Regions from separate parts of the Mustela erminea genome. Here region 2 is linked to region 1. The links are chromatin contacts, called in public Hi-C maps. All regions are on one chromosome and are shown on one strand. The core of a region is the stretch at or near the end of the contact, and the rest is flanking DNA. Distances in the headings are between cores, read along the strand shown.

The links. A called contact is a pair of places that touch in the nucleus more often than the background predicts.
Region 2: a contact with region 1 is called in a Hi-C map of fibroblasts, with 2.3 times the contacts expected there. The contact joins two enhancer-like sites. A contact is called at or near these places in 2 of 3 Hi-C or Micro-C datasets (fibroblasts and spleen).

What each region holds. Positions count from the first base shown.
Region 1 is chr12:46,775,243-46,778,380 of mMusErm1.Pri, forward strand. No RefSeq gene overlaps it. Among named protein-coding and RNA genes, the nearest start is that of DMRTA1, 150 kb to the left of the region's middle. Within about 2 kb of position 1,624, the one cell type or tissue checked has open chromatin away from gene starts, as enhancers often do. A contact at or near this core is called in fibroblasts, where this site is marked.
Region 2 is chr12:46,854,603-46,857,740 of mMusErm1.Pri, forward strand. It overlaps LOC116571073 (a long non-coding RNA gene), which reads right to left. Exons shown (of 6, transcript XR_004277693.1): 6 at 1-845. Among named protein-coding and RNA genes, the nearest start is that of CDKN2B, 91 kb to the right of the region's middle. Within about 2 kb of position 1,574, the one cell type or tissue checked has open chromatin away from gene starts, as enhancers often do. A contact at or near this core is called in fibroblasts, where this site is marked.

The DNA.
Region 1 (3,138 bases), core at 374-2,873:
GAAACAGGAATCCATCAAAATCCTTGAGGAGAACATAGGCAGCAAACTCTTCGACCTCAGCCGCAACAACTTTTTCCTAGAAACATCACCAAAGGCAAGGGAAGGAAGGGAAAAAATGAACTACTGGGACTTCATCAAGATCAAAAGCTTTTGCACAGCAAAGGAAACAGTTAATAAAATCAAAAGACAACTGACAGAATAGGAGAGGATATTTGCAAATGGCATATCAGATAAAGGGCTAGTATCAATAATCTATAAAGAACTGATCAAACTCAACACTCAAAGAACAAATAACCCAATCAAGAAATGGACAGAAGACATGAACAGATATTTCTGCAAAGAAGTATGGCCAATAGACACATGAAAAAGTGCTTCACATCACTTGGCATCAGGAAAATACAAATCAAAACCACAATGAGATATCACCTCACACCAGTCAGAATGTCTAAAATTAACAAGTCAGGAAACTGAGAAATGTTGGCAAGGATGTGGAGAAAGGGGAACCCTCCCACACTGTTGGTGGGAATGCAAGCTGGCACAGCCACTCTGGAAAACAGCATGGAGGTTCCTCAAAAAGTTGAAAATAGAGCTACCCTATGACCCAGCAATTGCACAACTGAGTATTTACCTTAAAGATACAAATGTGATCCAAAAGGACACGTGCATCTGAATGTTTATAACAGCAATGTCCATAATAGAAAAACTATGGAAAGAACCTAGATGTCCGTCAACAGATGAATGGATAAAGAAGATAGATAGATAGATAGATAATGGAATACTATGCAGTCATCAAAACCCCTGAAATCTTTCCATTTGCAATGACATGGATGGAACTAGAGGGTATTATGCTGAGCAAAATAAATCAATCAGAGAAAGATAATTAACATATGATCTCTCTGATATGAGGAATTTGAGAGGCAGTGTGGAGAGTTTTGGGGGGTAGGGAAGGAAAAATGAAACAAGATAGAGTCGGGAGGGAGACAAATCATAAGTGACTCTTAATCTCATGAAACAAACTGAGGGTTGCAGGGGTGAGGAGGTAGGGATAGGGTGGCTGAGTGATGGACACTGGGAGGGTATGTGCTATAGTGATTGCTATGAATTGTGTAAGCACGATGATTCACAGACTGGTATCCCTGGGGCAAATAATACATTATATGTTAATTTTTTAAAAAACCCACCCCCCAAAGTCAATGTAATACAATGTAGTCACTCTATTTTGTGATTTACAACAAGGTCACTCTCTTAGGTCCACCAAACACATATCATTTGTTTTGTGGGCACTCTGTACACTGTAAGAAAAAAGTCTCAGGCAGGCTTTCAAAACTGGTCTCTTAATTTCAAAATTGGGTTTTTTTTTTCTCCTTTCTAAATTTCATTTGAAATTTCATTTCATTTCAAATGCATTTCATGCATTTCATCTAATGCATTATCTACACGGCTTCTCTTTTCTCATTTTTGTTGAAACAGCTTGAGTCACTATTTGGCTTAAAATTTACAAGAGAGACGCTCTCTGCTGACCTCTATCAACTTGAGTCATTGATGTTTTCATAGCCAGAGTTTCTGAAATAGAAATGCAACCTCAGCAACCTGAGTCAGAGATCTGTTCATAGCTCCATTTTCTTACAGAAACAGAAGGACATTTTAGGGGCTTTCCCCTAGCATTACACAAGTATTTTTAAAGCATATACTATGTAAGACACGCTAGACTGAAATACAGGGTTGAGTGAGAAGTCATACCCAACACTGAGGGTTTGGGTGTCTACTCGAAAAACTGAAACACATCCATTTTATCGAACAGGTACTGTGTTAAGGCAACAAATGCTAATGAAAAACAGGTTCTGCTCCTTTGAGCAGCATGGTTGGAGGAGAAGGGAAGTAACCTAAATTTACAGGACAGTGTAGGAAATATGAAAATGGAATCAGGCATCAAGGTGATCGGGGAGTACAATGAGGATGGGGGTGGGGAGGGAGAGAGGTCAGTTGGAGGGCTGCTTGAGCTAAATCTTAAAGGATGAGATAGGAATGAGAAGTTGACCAAATAGAGTGATCGGGAATTAATCAGGTTTTTAAATAGGAGAGAAGTAATTCCGAAAGTATAAACAGCACAGAAATGAGTCTTGAATGAAATAGCCAGGTATCTGGAAGACAGAGTTCTGATAAAAGCCACTGAAAAGGTCTACTAGACCTGTAGCTTGCTGATGATGAACTTTCAAGGATCTCCAGAGATCCAGGGGACTCTAGACCCCACTGATCACAGCAGCAAGTTCAATAACACGCCCCCCATGTATTTCCCCTCCTTCCCCGTCTCACTCTCCCACTCTCTCTTGAAATCACTCCCTAATAAATTACTTACAAACAAATCGTGGTTTCAAGCTCTGCTTTCTGGGAAAACAACCCAAGACAAAATGATTCCTATTTAAACTGTTGTGTGAGCAATCTTAAGGTCAATACCAAATTTTACAAATACCTTAATACTTCCCATAATATTTCACTGGTAGGTAAGTCTTAGTCACATGCAGAGTAAAGACTATGGAATTCTGCATTATTTACTGACTAAAGAACAGACTTGTATTTTGGAATTAGTTCTCAACCCACAAGCTGAGGACATGAAAAATCTGTTCATTAGACAGAACTATCTGTTGTGATGGGAATTTGTCCCAGTGGGATTTGAGCTATTATAAGCCTACATACATGATGCCTAAGAAACATACATTGAAATGCCTGTTTTAAGGAGGGAGAAATTATTTTTCTGAATGGTAGGAAAATAAAGATTCTTCTTAGGAACCAATTTTTGTTCATTTCAAACTATCAATAGCCAAAAATAATCTCTGAGGCAAAGGGGATTCCCCAGAAGGCTACTGAACAAAACAAAAGCTTTGTCAAGGGAAATGTTGGGTGTGTTAGTGTGTGGAAATGATCCGGGAACTTTTTTTATTAGCAGAATTGGTTTCAGTAATTCAGTAATGAGTGCTCTGCACGAACGGGATACCTCGCTAAGTACAGGAAAGAAACAAAACAGGCATCTTCTTCTTTCAACTGAGCATATATTTCTAGTGGGGACATAGACAATAAGTCAAAAAATACAAACCGTAACTAAAAATCATGGTAGGTGCTAGGAAGTATTTTAAGGAGAGA
Region 2 (3,138 bases), core at 324-2,823, 79 kb after region 1:
CAGGGTACACTAATTATTATTGTACTGGGGCCTCACAGATAATCCCGAGAGGTAGGCACAAGTGTTATACCCACATTTAATGAGGAAGCTGAGGCACAAAAATGTTATGTAACTTTCCCATTGTCAGAGAACAAAACAATGGTAGCATGAGGATGCACACCCCAGCAGCAGACTCCGACACCCATGCTTTCTCAAAGCAAGTTTCTGATTGCCTCTGGAGAATGGTAAGATACTCAGGTGCGTGCCCATAAACAGGAACTGTTTAGTTTAATAGTTTTCATGAGATTTCTCAGTCCATTTAAACAATCCTGTACTAATCGGTTGGTGTGACGAAAATGAACACGATCTCCATGTGCTAAGCAAACCCTAGCCACGGAGAGCACATGAATTTCCTCTGTAGGGTCACTTGGTTTACCTGCTGGGTTGATCACACACAACACTTGAGTTGGAATTACACTGAGAATTTCTGGCATGGGTGGAGCTACCTGGTGGTAGGTTTACTTAAGGGATTACATTTGATTCTTACAGTGACTTATACTGGAAGTCTCTGACAATGAGAGGAATAGCTGTTAGAAAGGAAAGGTAAAAAGAAAGCTGTCCGTCCGTGGAACAGTTTGTTACTGGTTTGTTTCAGAGCCTAGAGTTCATAAATCTTCCCCTCCTTTTGATTTCACAAAGGTCCTTCTCTTTCCAGAAAGTTCCTCTTCTCCGAGCCAAGGACTGATAAGGAATGAAGACAGAACAACAGGTGCCTTGTTGTCTCAAGTGGCTTATTGACATCGCTGAGATTTTTCAGACTGGGTAGTACCCATTCAGCTCATTATGCCCCTCACAGCAATAGTCTTCTTTGGGTAGTTTCTCCCTATGGGAAGAGAGTGAAGTAGGGTGGAGTGAGAAACATATGAGTCTCTCTCTCTCTCTTTCTCATTCTCATTCTTTTCTCATTCTCTCTATTTTCAAGTTTAATGCAGCTCAATTTATGTTCCACAAGGGAAGATCCCATTACAGGAGCTATGTAGGTGGCCACAAGATACAACTGAAAGACATAGGGGCATAAAGGCTTGTAACAGGGCACCTAGGACACCACACCCTGGGCAATGGCTCCCTGTGTTAGAACTATCTGCCAAGGACACGTGACAAATGGCACAGCCCTCACTAGGGGTCAGAAGGTCGAGATCCCAGCGTGGCTCACCCTGTAGTCTTGGGCAAGCTCCTTTTCCTGTTGAGGCTCCAATTGTCTCACTCTTATAAGGGATAAAGCTTCACCATAGGGTTAGTGGAAATTCATGAGATCTCGGGCAGGCAGACACGCTCTAGGTCACTCTAGGGGCCTGTGTCAACAATGGTTGTGGGCTGATTTTCCAGAGTTCTGGTCTTGCCTCTCACTCTCACCGGAAGCTTGTCCTTGATCCTTCCACCTCTTCCCAAGCCCAGAAGAAGTCAAGATTTGCCATTGCCTTGGGTGTGATCCCAGTCAGTCTTACTAATCAACATGACTTCCTGTTTCTCTATAGTGAGAAAAGAGGAGGGAAGCAAGGTCTGAGGGGAGTGGCCGGGGCCCCACCAAAAGAGGACCTCAGCAGGGACGAGAGCCTGCTCAAGCTGAGTCAGTCCTGTGTTTTTTTCCTGTTAAATGATTCACAGGCCAAGGCAAATCAGCCGGAGATAGGTGCAAACTCTTCTCTGTCTTTGTGAGCTTCCAGATGAGTTGGTGATTTTTGTTTTTGTTTTCCTGTCTCACTGCACTTCCCTTGGAAACAGGATTGTGCTGTTTTCATTCCAGGTTGAGGTCCCCCCCTCCCCGTCATTACAGTGTCCTGGAGTGGAGGGGTTGTCATATCCAAAAAACACTGTGCACATACATGACTTTGAAACTACTTACAGGGTTATTTGAAATGTTATTCATATTCCTTACATTTCTTGTGTTTTTTGGACTCAAGTAGATTAAATTATAAACAAAATTTCACAGCATATTATAAATAATGAAGTCTGAGTTTTGTAAAAATCAAGCTCTAGATGTGTGAATTTCCTATATGTGTCTTAAAAGGTTTATTATTGTACATACCCAAGACCTTTTTCAGTTATCTGGGTTTTTGTTTTTGTTTTTTAAGATTTTGAGAGAGAGGGGCCCCTGGGTGGCTCAGTGGGTTAAAGCCTCTGCCTTCGGCTCAGGTCATGATCCCAGGATCCTGGGATTGAGGCCCACATCCGGCTCTCTGCTCAGCGGGAAGCCTACTTCTCTTTCTCTCTCTCTGTATGCCTCTCTGCCTACTTGTGATCTCTGTCTGTCAAAACAAACAAACAAACAAACAAACAGATTTTGAGAGAGAGACAGAATGAGTAGTGGGAAGGAGCAAAAGGAGAAAGAGAGAGAAGCAGACTCCCTGCTGAGCAGGAAGCCTGATGCGGGTCTTGATCCAGGACCCAAAGATCATGACCTGGGGTGAAGGCTGACACTTAACCTTTTTTCAGTTATTTTGAATGGGAATTCCTTCTGAATATATAACAGATAAAATACTTCTCTTCATTCATTATTAAAAGTCATGGTCCTTAATCCTTTTAACACTCCCAGCCACCATTTTGTCCTCTCGTGTTTAAGTGAGGTCAAGTTTCATTGAGGCCCTTCTTCCATGTTTTGCTTAATCTCCATGAGTATCCATAGCCACAGCATCCTTTTTAGCCAAGTTATTCAGGAAGAGATGGTTTTACTTTTTGGTTAAATCTGGGTATTCCCCAGCTTAAGACACCCAGTAACTTCTGATTAGATTTAGAATATTAGTCAAACTCCTTTTCATGACCTATAGAGCCCCATATGGCCTATTCCCTGCCTTTCTTTCCAACTAATCTCCCCCTCCTCCACTGTGGCCCACACACTGGCTTTCTCTCTGTTCCTCAAAAGGGCAAGGATGTCTCAGGTTCTTTGCACTTGGCATTGCTACTTCCTAAAAGAGTCTTCCCTCATTTTCATCTGACTACCTCCTTCTCCCTATTTAGTTCTAAGGTCAAATGTCACTTCCTCACAGAAGCCATCAATGTCTCCCACACCAAATAGGTTTTAACTATTTTCCTGTTTTGTTTTCTCCCGAGCATTTAAAGCACTATTGGAATGCTTTAATTTGTTTCCTTATTTTTTAGTTT